Linked DNA regions of Arachis hypogaea: all the other regions are linked to region 1. The links are chromatin contacts, called in public Hi-C maps. All regions are on one chromosome and are shown on one strand. Each heading gives the region's core, a stretch centred on a gene start, on an enhancer-like site or on the middle of the called end of the contact. The rest is flanking DNA. Distances are from core to core; before and after follow the strand shown.

The links. Hi-C and Micro-C count contacts between places; a contact is called where the count stands out from the background.
Region 2: a Hi-C map of an unstated tissue shows a contact between it and region 1, with 3 times the contacts expected there. The contact joins the promoter of LOC112790703 here to the promoter of LOC112790697 in region 1. A contact is called at or near these places in 3 of 8 Hi-C or Micro-C datasets (leaf and an unstated tissue).
Region 3: a contact with region 1 is called in a Hi-C map of leaf, with 6 times the contacts expected there. The contact joins the promoter of LOC112790696 here to the promoter of LOC112790697 in region 1. A contact is called at or near these places in 3 of 8 Hi-C or Micro-C datasets (leaf and an unstated tissue).

What each region holds. Positions count from the first base shown.
Region 1 is chr3:77,377,954-77,382,359 of arahy.Tifrunner.gnm2.J5K5, forward strand. It overlaps LOC112790697 (K(+) efflux antiporter 4), which reads left to right and starts at 1,796. Exons shown (of 20, transcript XM_025833225.3): 1 at 1,796-2,378; 2 at 2,990-3,033; 3 at 3,386-3,444; 4 at 3,572-3,650; 5 at 3,824-3,885; 6 at 4,008-4,083; 7 at 4,162-4,236. The coding sequence starts at 2,138.
Region 2 is chr3:76,610,382-76,615,005 of arahy.Tifrunner.gnm2.J5K5, forward strand. It overlaps LOC112790703 (galacturonokinase), which reads left to right and starts at 3,221. Exons shown (of 14, transcript XM_025833230.3): 1 at 3,221-3,495; 2 at 4,098-4,211; 3 at 4,402-4,473. The coding sequence starts at 3,460. It overlaps LOC140183508, which reads right to left and starts at 2,420. Exons shown (of 5, transcript XM_072231957.1): 1 at 2,417-2,420; 2 at 625-1,048; 3 at 14-44. The coding sequence starts at 2,420.
Region 3 is chr3:78,254,589-78,259,307 of arahy.Tifrunner.gnm2.J5K5, forward strand. It overlaps LOC112790696 (protein NDL1), which reads right to left and starts at 2,547. Exons shown (of 10, transcript XM_025833223.3): 1 at 1,950-2,547; 2 at 829-928; 3 at 646-743; 4 at 451-539; 5 at 212-272; 6 at 18-104. The coding sequence starts at 2,009.

The DNA.
Region 1 (4,406 bases), core at 546-3,045:
TTGCCTTTGTCTTGTACAGCAACACGGGTTGAAGAGGAAGCCATTGTTGATCAAGGTGAGAAATGGGAAGAAAGTTGCAGTTGCAGAAATAAGAGAGAGCTCAGAGGTGAAAGAGAAATTGAAGCTTCAAAAGTAAGAATTTGGGAAGTATTGACGGTAAAAAAAAAACTCAAATTTAAAGAGGAAGAATTGTTTTTAACCGTTGTTACAAAGAAAGATTAAAAAAGAGAGGCAACTTCCTAAAGAAGGTGAAGTGGTGGAAGAGAGAGAGTGCAAATCATGGGAGACGTGTCAAACAGATGAAAAGTTAATAGGGAAAATAAATGTCATTTATGGATAATCATGTTGATTCCCGTTAATGATAAAATTAGGATTAAGTGTTTCACTTTCCAAAAAAAATTATTTCGAGAACAAACACACTAATCCTAAGAAACAATTTGTTGGCAAAAAAATAATTGAATTCGAAGGAGGATGTTATTCCAGTAATTAAGTGAACTTTAGGAGAGAAGTTGAAATCAAAAGAGATACGTGTTTGGGGATATTAAGGAAGAGTCTGATTGACTTAGCAAATCGAGGAGGTATTCGACAAAGAAGATCGAAGACTGAAATCGAAAGTCATTCTAGAACCATCACATGATCAGGCAAAAGAGCGGGAACAGTTATTCACATTTTCGCACACGTGGGAGTTTCATTTCAAATTAGTCAGTTAAGGAAATGGTTATAAATACTAGAAGGCTCAAAGTCACAAGGGTTGGAACTTTGCTTCGAAAATTACTCACGCATACTCATATCCCCAATGACTTACTAAATCTGCTTCAAGTCAATTTTCTGTAGGATTCCTTCCACTTGTTTTACTTTCCATTTAGATTTTCTGCAAACTTTACTTTTCTCGCAAATTTATCTTTCAAGCAACATTTAATTTCCTTGTTCAAATTTATATTTTCACATTGTTATTTTCGAATTCGAAGTTCTTCGATCTAATCGAAGACATTTTATTGTTTTATTTAAATTTAAGACAAACCATTTCGATTCCTGTCATTTTTATTTTCAAATCCTTTTGTTTATTTATTGCCTCTTCAGTCTTTTCTTTTAATCCTGTCTAATTCGAAAGTCTTTGATACATTTTTAGAAAATTGGTACTTGTAAAAGAGGAGTTGGTTTCGCTTCTAAACCATTAAAATTCAACCATTATCAATTTACTAAAAATCAACAAAACACCGTATTTACTAACTTTAAAAACTGACTTCTTTATTTATTGAAAAGATTAAAAATCGAAAATCTCTTTCGAATACTATATTGCTGAGACCACCTCAAATCCTTTACAAATAGTCGATTTATAAGCAACTATGTTGAATTTGAATTCTTTTCAAATTCTCCTTTCAACATATCTTCCCTAGATCTCCTATTATCATGAAATCGACTTTGGCTTATCGATTACCCAGATTTATCCCGTCGAATAACATATAGCAAATAAAATTTTGTTATTTTTGTATGGTGACAAAAAGTTGTAAATATTTAATTAAAAAAATTGTACTGAACATTGACATGACCATTTTATTTTATAGATTGGGCCGAATGAGGTGAACAAAGCAGTGTCAGAAAGACATTTCACTCTTGTTTTGTTACTCTAGCCCAAATATTTTGGGTTACTGATGCTGGCCTAGTAGTTTGTTGTTTCCTTTTTGGGGCCATAACTGCTTATTGTCTTTTGATAAACACTTCTCGTTATTGTGAAAGTGTAAGAAAAAAAAGACTTGGTTATTGTGTAACTTGTCCTTAATTTATAGGAATCGGCAAGCATCTTGATATTCTTTTGGGGTGTGGACTGTGTACACGCGCCTGAATGTGCATAGTTAAGTTGAGTTCTGCCCTCCTCACTACACTCGCAGAACATGGAGGATTGGAGGATGATTTGGTACTTTCCCACTTACACTCCACAACACAACGCTTCTTTCCCCTTTCGCTCTCACTGCTTTCACACATTTTCCCTCTGCTGCATCTTCCTTTGCGTAACATAGCCATATTCGCGCGCCAACCACCTTCCTCTTATTAATTCTCCGGCAGTGTAGCCAACTCTCCCGTTCTCTCTCTCTCTCTCTCTCTCTCTCTCTCTCTCTCTCTCATTCGAGTCTGGGAGATGAGGTTGTTATCGAGTTCGATTCTTAACCTCCTCCTTCTCTGCGACCTGCTTCTCTTTTGTCCCTCATTCTTCTCTCTCGTCTCTGCTGAGTCGGAGTCCGAGCCGGAGCTTCTCCTCCGTGGAACCAACGCAACCGCCACCGGCAATGCCTCGCTTGCGAGATCCGGCGAGGATAGCTTCGCCAACATGATTGATCGGGCGCTCGAGAGAGAGTTCCCCGAGAATGAACAGAATGAAGGTTCGCAGATCTACGTTCTTTTCACTCTTTCTTATTCATACACATTTTCTGTATTTTGCTTGTTTAATTTGGTTGCCGAACCTCTCCTGATCGTGTTTATGAGTTATGCCTGTGAAATATGAATATTCTGAAATGCCGTGAGGTTGCAGTTCCAATTTCCTTTGAATGCCTTAATCTGTAATTTCCGGATTTGAATTGTGAGCTGGACGTGCTTCCGGATTCATATTCTTCTGCTTTCTTTATTCTCTTAGTAATGCATTTCGTTTCGGTTTTTATGATGAACAAGGAGAACCACTGGAATCCTTCGGGCTTTCGAATATTTTCCTGTCAGGAAGACTATAGGAAGTTACTTATATCAGTTTCATCCATTTCTAAAATCATGCAAGGACATGAGGACATTTTGAGCAACGTTAAAGTTTAGAAGTGTGTGCTTATCTTGAAAATACGTTTTCTTACAGAATTTGAGAATAGGATGTAATGCATATAAGTAATTTGATCCAACCTTCCTATTTACTTTTATTTTCAATGAACGCGTTGGTATAAACTGACACGTGTCATTGTGGAAAATTTTACTCAAATGAATTTTGGCATATACTTGGATTCTTTTGCAGGTAATGATGCTGGCGGTTTCAACAATAGTGTTGCTGAACAGCAGGTATGTAGCGAATTGCTTTTAGCAATCCTGGGGCGATTGTGTCTTGCACACTAGTCATCATCATTTCAGTAATATAAGTATTTAGCTTTTGGTCATGGTTCATTCTGTTGGGAATTTAAGTCCACTGTTGATATTTTGTTAGAAGAGAATTGAATTGAGCTTGGATAGAAATCACAATTGATAATGACGTAGATGCATATTTCTCTTATGATGCATCAAATCGTGATTTAGATTTCTTTAGTCGGGTGATGAATTTCATGATGCTTTTAGGGTTTTATGTGCTTGACTGCTTGAGTTATTATTAGCCATTGAATAGACTTATGGTCTAATGTCGTTCCTTCTCGTTGTACAGGCTGTTTTGGAAACTGTTGCTAGAGTTAAGTCCAAGAAAAATGAGAGCAAAGAAGAAAAGTAAGCACATCTTTCCTAGAGAAAGAATAGGATTTTTTTTCTTTTTATAAGAGGGAACCGACTTTTAAAAATACAAGGCAATAATATAACTATTTTCATTATATGACATTTGATAAGTTTCTGTCAGATCATTTCATATTCATGATGTTTTCCATTTGGATACTGAGAATCGTGCAGAGGATATGCCAACCTTAATTGATCGAAAGGTGTGTTTCATTCAAGCTCCTGAAGTGATATTTCAAACTTTGAGAATGCTATTTATTACCAAAACTTCATCATAATATGCTTGAAATTTCTGTACACTATCTTCTTAAAAGTGGAGTTTTTTTTTTTTTTTCAAAATATATTTTTTAATGTTTTTCTATTGATTCATCTTCAGGATAACGTGTTTATCATCTCCAATCCCAAGTCAAAGTATCCTGTTCTTCAAGTAGACTTGAGGTTTACTTATTGTTCTTTACATTTTCAGTTTTCTTTCCTCTTCAAGTAGTATTAACTGTATCTGTGGTTGCAACTTTGAAGTAATGATGCTGCTAAAACTGTTTGGTATGCCATATTTGCAGATTGATATCAGATCTTGTGGTTGTCATTGTTTCTGCAACATGTGGTGGCATTGCCTTTGCTTGTGCTGGACAACCGGTTTGAACATAAAAATTGCTTTTTCTATTTATATTTCTGCCATATATCTTAAGAGTGGTTACTTATTCAAAATTTCAGGTTATGACAGGATATCTGTTGGCAGGATCACTCATTGGACCTGGTGGCTTGAGTTTTGTTAGTGAAATGGTCCAAGTATGTTGCCCTTATTCTTTTGTTATGTACCCTTAAGAATTCCCCCTTTCTTTTCACCAGTCACAATTTATAAAGAAAGGTAGTATGTGAGTGGGACCAAGATGTTATTTATCATGTCTTTATATCATCATATGTGATATGTTGACATCGAGTAGTAAATAAAAATATAG
Region 2 (4,624 bases), core at 1,971-4,470, 770 kb before region 1:
ATTTGTTGAATACAATTGCTTGTGATGTTCTCCTTCTCATTCTCCTACAAATTTTCAAACCACATCAATTGGGAAAATCAGTTCAAAAACAAAGAATAACAACAAATAAACTAAATATTCATAATCATAAATGATATAAAGCAAGAGTTATTATTATTATCATCCACTTGCATTGAGAATTTCACCAACATTGAAACTAGAAACTTTGACAAACCCAGTACAGAGAAACTTGCTTGGAATTTTCAATGCAAAACAATTTGAAACACTCTTTCCAGCATACTTCAAAGTTCAAAGAAGTGTATAAATTTGAACAAAAAATGTACAAGAAAGAAACGTAATTTGTGCTCCTGAAAGATGTGAAATAATGAAAAACAATTTTACCATACCACCACCAATAATTCAGATTCAACGAAAATCAGCAACCAAAATTAATAACTCAGAATCATAAAAACCAGCATAAACAACTCAGAATTAACATAAACAACTCATAATCAGAAAAAATTCTAGCATTAACAATGTTCATCAACAACGCAGAATCAGAAATATCAACGGCCAACAACTCAAAAATCAGAAGAAATAAAATTAACAAAATAACCAAAAATAAATTGAGGCAGTAGTGCTTACCGGCGGCGAGGGAGGAAAGACGGTGACGGCGCGGTGAATACTCCACAGCCGAGCAGAGAGACACGTCCCAGTGAGAAAGAGAGAGACAGAGAGAGCTCGGAGCCTCGAATAGAGAGAGAACTCGAAGAGAGAGATGGACACCAACAAATCGAGCACAGACGACGATGGAGAAGCCCTTCGCGGCGGCGTCGCCAACAGTTCCGAACATGCACCTGACGTCGAGGAGAAGAGGATCGAGAAGCGAGCAGACCTTCCACGAGCGAAGACGGCACCCAAGTCTGTCTTTGCCGGCGGCGACAACACCGTCTATCGGAAGAGAAGAGCTCGGCGATGGGATAGGGTTGGGTTCCTATGCCGTTAGGGTTTGGGTTTGCCGAGAGAGAGAGAGAGAGAAAGGGGCAGGGGTGGGTGAGGGCCTGAGGTTCTGAACGTTTGAATTTTTCTCTTTTTTAACATATATATATATCACTGAACCGGGAAAAACCGAGTGATTTGAGCGGTTCACCGGTTAACCGCCGGTTTGACCGGTTTTTAAGCCGATTTTTTGCAGAACGGTTCTTCACAGCAACCGAACCAGACAAATGACCGGTTCCCAGTTAATCCGGTCGAACCGACCGGTCCGGTTCGGTTTTCAGAACAATAATTAAAACAATAAATAGTAGATATAGTATTTGACCAGTAGTTTTAATGATATATAACTTGTCTTCATGGGATTGTATAAAACAACATTTTATAATGTTGTCTTTGTTTATTTCTGGTCCTTCTTCTCTTAATAAAAATATTGACATATATTTACAATCTTTAATCTGAGTTAAAGGAGTTATGGGAGAATAATTTTGAGACTTTTGATATTTTTAGTGGGAAGTTATTTTGTGCACAGGTTGCCTTACTTTATATTATAACTCTATATTGGCGTACAATTGAAAAATTAGCGCATTTTATTTATAATTATGACACATGTTCTTTTTTAATTTTAATTTAGGTCTCTGCGTACATGGATCATTGTTTTGTTATTGTTTTAGCATTCATAGATTATGTTATCCCATTACCTTAATTGATGGCTCTTTTTTATATTGGCAATTTTATATTCAGGAATTGTGAGGTTCTAATTTTTTTGTTCTTTATTCTTTATCTTTTTTACTTTTTTATTGGGGAAGCTTATTCTCGAAATTCATTATAATTTTCTTCTCATGTTCTTAATGAATTTCTTCTGTTGTAAAATAAAATTTTACCATAAAAATGGAAGGTCTTAATCTAAAATCATGAATTGTTTTATTTTGTGTGCCTTGATATAAACGAGAAAAGTAGGTCTTCATTGACAAACTATTCTGTATAAGCATAGTTTTACCAATTAGGTAAAAATTCTTGAATAAGTTTACCTATTATATTCATTTTTTAAAATTTTTTTATTTAAATTAAAAAATATAATATTTATCAATTTAAATAAACATGTAAGTATTTATTAAAATATATTTTTAGTCATATCTCAAAAGCAGTGAAAAAATAAAAAACAAACATATCTCGAGTGCACTGATTTTGTTCTATGATACGGAATCTAAGAGTCATATTTCGGATGCACTCGTAATATGAACATAAGCGCATTTCGGATACACTGCATCTGAGATATGCTTATATTATGATATAGACTATTGTATTTGAGATGAGCTTATATTCATATCTCGGGTGCACCCGAGATATGACTCTCAGATTCCGCATCATATAATGGGGTTGTACACTCGAGATATGTTTGCTTTTTAGTTTCTCATATTATATCTAAAATGTGACTAATTACGCATTTTGGTAAATTTTTCTTCGTTTATTTAAATCGATAAATACTATAATTTTTTTTGGTGACTTCTATATTTATTTAATTTAAATAAAAAAATTCTTTTTTTTCAACTCACAATATATACCTACAGCTAATTATTATCCGATGTTTGTATGTATTTTGGTGACTTGTAAACTTTCAGTTGGAGAGAGAGAGAGTATACACGGTACAGATACATACACTAGTGTACAATAAAAATCAAACGAAAAGTTTAGGTTTAGATTTTTTTTGACATTTAGGTTTAGATTTAAAATTTAAATATTAATATTTATTATTGTAAATAATTGATGTTTTATATTCTGTTAAAAAAATAAGGTAACAATTAAGTCACGATAAATTTTGACTTTAAATTAATTAGTCTTTAAAAAAAATATCAATTTGATCCTTAATAATAATAAACGATAAATCATAAATACGTGATATTTTTTTATTAATTTATCTCGTAAAATTTAATAGTAATATTTTATATGTACTATTATTTAATGTAATATATATATTTATAAAAAATCATCATACAAATAATAATTTTTAGAGTAAAACTTTATCTATTTTAATAAAATTTATAATAAATAAAAAATAATTAATAAAAATGATATAAAAATTTAAAAAATAATAAATATTTTACTGTGTAAAACTATATCATTTTTTTATTCATATAACAACAGAACATATTCTATTATAAATAATAAAATATATAGACATTTTGTTTTATTTTATACTTAAAAAAAATTAATTAGTATAAATAAAATTAAAATTCTCAAAAAACCTAATTATAACTTTACTCTTTAAAAAAAATGAGGTGGGGGTGGCGAGATGTTGCAGCGAGGGTAAAAAAGAGAAATGAATTGTGGTCTGTCTACCACTACGGTAGTCGGTAGACCCGTTTCAACTGATTTTGGCGCTTCACCAAACGACAGATCCACACTCACTTTCTTTCACAATCATCAATTCATTCTCATCCTCATCCACCGCATTGCACCGAGAGTTAGTCACTGCTTGCGGCGGATATGGCTCGACACTACTCTTGGCCTTCTGATCGCGCGGTACACACATTATATACCAATTCCGCATTCCGATTCACTTCGCCTTGCTGCATTACGCGCTTTCACGCTGCTTTTTTTCTTATTGTTTTCGTTTTCAAATTCGATCTCGTGTTGTTTTTGTTTTCGAGCTTGTTTCTTAATACTACTTGGCTTGCGTACGGATCAGTAACTGTATATTTTGCTTGCTCTGATCTCTAATGCCAGGATCTGCGTCGGTGAGATTTGTGATGCCATGAAATGCTAAATATAGAAGATTGATTAATAACCAGATAATATGGTTCCATGAATTGTGTTAAAACTACGCTGAATTGTGTTAAAATTGCTAATATTAGGATAGTATTACTGTTTAGTATGCCTATAATTTCGTAAGGTTATGCTGGTACACTCTTTGACACCTTGCCAAGATCGTTTACTGTTGAGTTTTCTGAGCATTTTAAGAATCAATAAGGAATTGTAAATCGCAGTGGAGGTGGAATAATTGGGAAAAATATATATAGAATGAGAATGTAGACCGAAAAGTGAAAAGTGCCTTTTTGATTAAACATCCAGTCGGATTCAATACTCTTTCAAATGTCGTGATTAATTCTTGTTGTAACCTGCAGGTAGCTGAAGTGAGACGGATAGTTTCTAACATGGCAGGGGTTACGAAAGAGGAAGTTCGAATTGTGGCATCTCCCTATCGAATTTGTCCTTTAGGGGCTCATATTGATCACCAGGTACTTCAGTATATGTCTTTCTATTATGACAGTACAATTTTAACTCAATGATTGATCTTGAACAAGTTTTATCGGAAACGGGACTAAGCAATACGTACTGGAGCTGTTTACTCGTTCAATTTCCTGGCAGCCTCCTCATGTAATTTCACCTGAAATTCGAATGAGTTCTATTGCACTTTGCTACTTGCAGGGTGGGACTGTTTCGGCCATGACATTAGATATGGGAATACTTCTAGGGTTTGTCCCTTCAAGAAGTAGTGAGGTAATTTGACAACGTTCAATTTACAATCTTGAAAAACATGAGACGACATCTGCAAATTTGTTCATTTTGCAGCTAAGCATGTTATTAGTATCTACCTTTGCTAAGCTATATGCGTAGTTTTCAATAGTAACATGTGTACTGATTATTCATA
Region 3 (4,719 bases), core at 1,297-3,796, 880 kb after region 1:
GGCATTTCGAAGCGAACCTTGTTATAAAACCATTCTGTCCAAGAAGGTGCTTTGCATAAAGGAGATACAAGTATCAAACCAAGAACACGCTCTCTATATTTCATCTGTATAAACATAAGAAAGAATATATCAATCAAAGGAAAATAGTAGAACTGCAAATAAGGGCAGTTTCTTTCTCTGTTATTTCCTTCCAAGTTAAGAGGGTACATACTGCAAAAAGAGTAAGAATATAAGCCCCGGCCGTGACTCCCATACACATCACTGCACCAAGCCTGGACATGGAAACAATTCAGGCAATGAATAGATATAGGAAAATCATTGGATTCTCCCTCAAAATAATGTCAGCATCTTACTCATAAATCAACAATACATAATGAATGGTATTCTACACAGTGAAACCTAACCACCCTGAAAACTAAGTTATCAACAGTGTGATTATAATGTAATTACCCAAAATAGTTGAGAATCTCGACTATTTGATCTGCTAAGTCTTCGACAGAAGGTATAGGGTCATCAGGACAAATTGCACCAACTCCCAACTGCAACAACTCTTGTGGAAGTTCCAAGAGGAGAAACTATGTGAATTATAAAGTTCACTTTCTAAATAGAAAAGAAAATGTATATTGAAATCAATCTCTTACAGACCTCGTGTCCAGGAGGACTGATATGATATATGCAGAAGTTGTGAAGCAGCAAAGAAGCTGCCTCTGGACAGAAAAATAATCCTTGGAAACATGACATATCTGCACAAACAGATAAGTGAACAATTAATTCGGCCTTCTAAATAAAATAAAAAGAATGGATTAAAGAATACACATATGCACTCACAATTTAGTGCTAGGTCTGGATAAGTGATCAGAGCTGGTTTCTCAGGATCCCCATAGACTATAACAGACACAGAACCACAACCAGTTCGAATGTGATGCTCCTGAAATGATAAACCAATATGATTTGTAACCAAAATACAGGCAAAAAGAAGAAAGAGGCAACAGAACCAAAGTTAGAAAACTGAGGAATGAACAAAAGAAACCACCTCCTAAGCAAAGGATATCCCTTATTTTGAGTTATGCAAAGATTCTAAATCAACGTTTTTTCCAAACTGTTTGTTCCCTAACATTGCCCCTTAATAGGACAACCAAACTAACAAGCAACAATACCACATTAGTATCACTGACCAATATGATGAATTAAATAAATAAGCCATTCCATATTCCAGCCATTGAGTGCTTCAGAAAGACAACAAAGTCAAGGTAATTAAAAACAGGATACTGTCTTAGGCTGTTTAAAAGGATAAGGATGACTATAAAGTAAAAACTCATCCAATAACTCAAATAATAAGGAAAAGGAAAACAAGAAAGCGTAAAATTTCCCAATGGAAAAGAAAAGCAATAGCGTTGCAACTTAAACTTAGGATGGAGGTACAAAAGAATATGTGAGAAATAAGGAATGAGCAGATCCGCTAGTTGTTATGTTCAAAATTTCCAATTGACTCAGCGAAACAAATACGTTCCAAGAAAGACCGTGTAGAAAGAAATCAAGAACGATAAACAAAAAGGAAAAAGAAAATAAGCCAATCCCATAAAATTTTCCAAGTAAAAACAAACAAGTCAAGAAACTTTCTTGCGCAACTAAAATATTCCGCAATGCAAAATAAGAACCTACGGCTAAAACAATAAAGAAAGGAGAATCCCATTGACTGAAACTTTCCTTCGACTTCTAAACATATTCCCTTTACGTTCAGCAATGGCGCAAACCAAACACAAAACAAATAAAATTGGAACCCATTAATTAATCACCCAATTGACAAGTACTTGAAATTGATCAACTTGTATCTCCCCCCTCCCCTCCTCCCCACCCCACCCCCCCCCCCCAAAAAAAAAACTTCAACCTTTAAACCCCAACAAAGAAAATCAAGAAAATAGGAAAAATGGTAAAGCATTGAATGGAACCTTTCCACCGAGGTAGATCTTCTCCATGTCGAGTGAAACGGAATCACTGGATTCTGCCATGGCCGTAGCTCTGGTCTGCTGATTCTACCGTTGTTGTTCTTGTTCTTGCTGTATATGGAAGCCCCCTGAACTCCAAAGAAGCCTCCACCAACCACCGAAGTTTGAGAAAATTATAGACCTCTCTCTGTCTCTCTTCTTCTCTCTAATATGTATCTTTATTTGTTTATGCCTTCAATGGCTTATATACCAAGCCAATTCTATTCCAATTTCTCCCACACTCTCTTATTTTCGTGTTTGTGAAATCCACAAACATAAACTAAACAAAACAAAACATAACGTTTATGTTTTTCGTTTGTTTATTATATTTACGATTTTACCCACCCTACCGGCACCGACGCTTAAAACCCAACAGAATTTTAACCGCGCCTAGAAACGACGCCGTTTTTTGGGTCTTGAAAACGATTTCACTAAAATTAGAATAACCAAGATCTATGGGGCTCGTAATTCACGGGTTCCTTTTTACTCTTTTTTCGTCTCTGACCAGAAAAAAGGGCGAAGTTTTTATGACTTGACACTGCCTATTGTTTCCGTTGGCCCCAAAATTTTCTCCCTTTGACTCTCTTTCTATACATGGCGTTCTCCCATTGGCCCACTTTTCTTTTCTCCCTCTAAAAAATTAATTAATAATTAATTAATTTAACATTTGTTTTGTAGTTTATGTAATTTAGCCACATTTTAGACGTGGACACATTTGTAGGAGGGGGACCTTAGAAGTTAAAAAATGGTGGGTTGCTTGCCTTTCATTTGACTCCAATCATTAATCATTAATCATTAATCATCTTCCGCCACATTTCTTTTGCCCTTTTCCTATTTATTAATTCCTTCTTATATATTTAATATATATTCTTTTGTTCACGTCTTTATTCTTTACCAAACCGATGGTAATAAATAAATTGAAAGAAGTCATCACTAAATATTTGCATTGGCGTTTAACAAAATGTACTAATGTAACAAGTGTTGATTCCATGTTTAAATACATTTCCATGTATATATTCTGAAAACTACGTTCACTACTTTATCCTATATATAATAATGAAGACAAATATATGAATCAATTAACAAGAATTTTTTGCTCTTATTATAACGTACTAGTGGTTGTACCTTTTTTACTGTCTTTCTATATTTTTTAAAGTTTAATTATTATATATTAATAATTAAAAATTAGATTATTTAATAAGATGTATATATTTAATTTGTTAAATTTTCAAAATATTTGATAATATAAGTGAATGATGATTAGAATTAGATATAGAAATAGAATAAATTAATATGAAACTCTTTCAAAGAATATATGTATTTGAAAAAAAAAAAAGAAAAGGTGTCCTAATATAAAGAAAAGTTGATTGAAGTATTTTTACCATATTAACTATGACTAATAACAAAGTCTTAAATTTTATATCTCAATTAAAAAGAGAACTTATTGGAAATAAAGTTTAAATACACCAAAATTTTGAGATAGTTATAAAAATGTATTTGTATTATAATATGTATAAATAAACAGGGAGTCAAAATAATAAAAAAATACATAATTATTGAATAAATAATTAAATTAGTTCTTGAAAGATTATTTGTTCTCTAAATTAGTCTTTAAATTTTTTTTTATCAAATTTGTCTTTTAAATATTTTACATTAGTCATGTTAGTAGTCTCTTTAATTTGTCATTTCCGTTGTTAATGGCATAAGAGTTTGTTGATGTGACACGTTATGTGACACTACAACACATATTTAATAGTGTTAATTAGGAGCTAATATAATAAATTTATGAAATTAGATCAAATCAATGCCAAATTGAGGAATTCTAATGCCTCAATGTCTTCCTTAATTAGGTTTTGATTTGATCTAATTTCATAAATTTATTATGTTAGCAGTCAATTAAAATTTTTAAGTGTGTGTTGTAGTATCATTTAACGTGTAATATTAATAAATTTTGGCGCCGTCAACAAATAAAGTGACCGAATGACCAATGTGATTAACTTAAAATCTTTGAAGGACAAATTAAATTTGAGTAAAAAATTTTTTGATGACCATTTTAAAAAGGGGCTTGCTACACATTCATGTAACCATGTAACCAAGTTGGCCCAAACCAAAAACAAATAACGTGCTTCCAAAACCCAGATACAACAACGAGTTAGCAATTGAAAGGGCGAGATCGCTAAAAGTAGAAGAAGATGAAGACAAATGGGAACAGCAGCTCAAGGAACAAGAGGAGGCGCGTGAACACCACACGAGAGATAAGGAAGGTGGAGATAGTCAAAGCTCAGAAGACGAACCTAAGGACCAGCAGATATTAGACATCCCAGATATAGAGGTCTCATCGGGAAAAGAAAGATTACGAGAAGGGGAGAAGATTGGCAGCGAAAAGATGGAAGAAGACAAGGAAGTAAGCCCACTGGTACAAGGAAGTGGCTTAGAACTTAGAGAAATGTGCCTTCTCAACGTTCTCTGACGAACTCTGCAAAACCTAAAAGAGGCAAAAGGAAAGAATGCAGAAAGGACAAAAGAAGTCACACAAAAGGAGAAAATGGGTGGTGCTGAGGAAGAAAACATAAAAGGAGCTAATTCTAATATTGGGCCATCTAATTGGGTCAAGCCCAAAGATGGTCTAACTAGAGAAGAGAATACAATAAAGAAGCAAGCCCAACAAGAATTTATCAACCTCCAGGAGGCAAATGAAATGGGCTCAACCAAAATGCCCCCAAGTGGACTACAA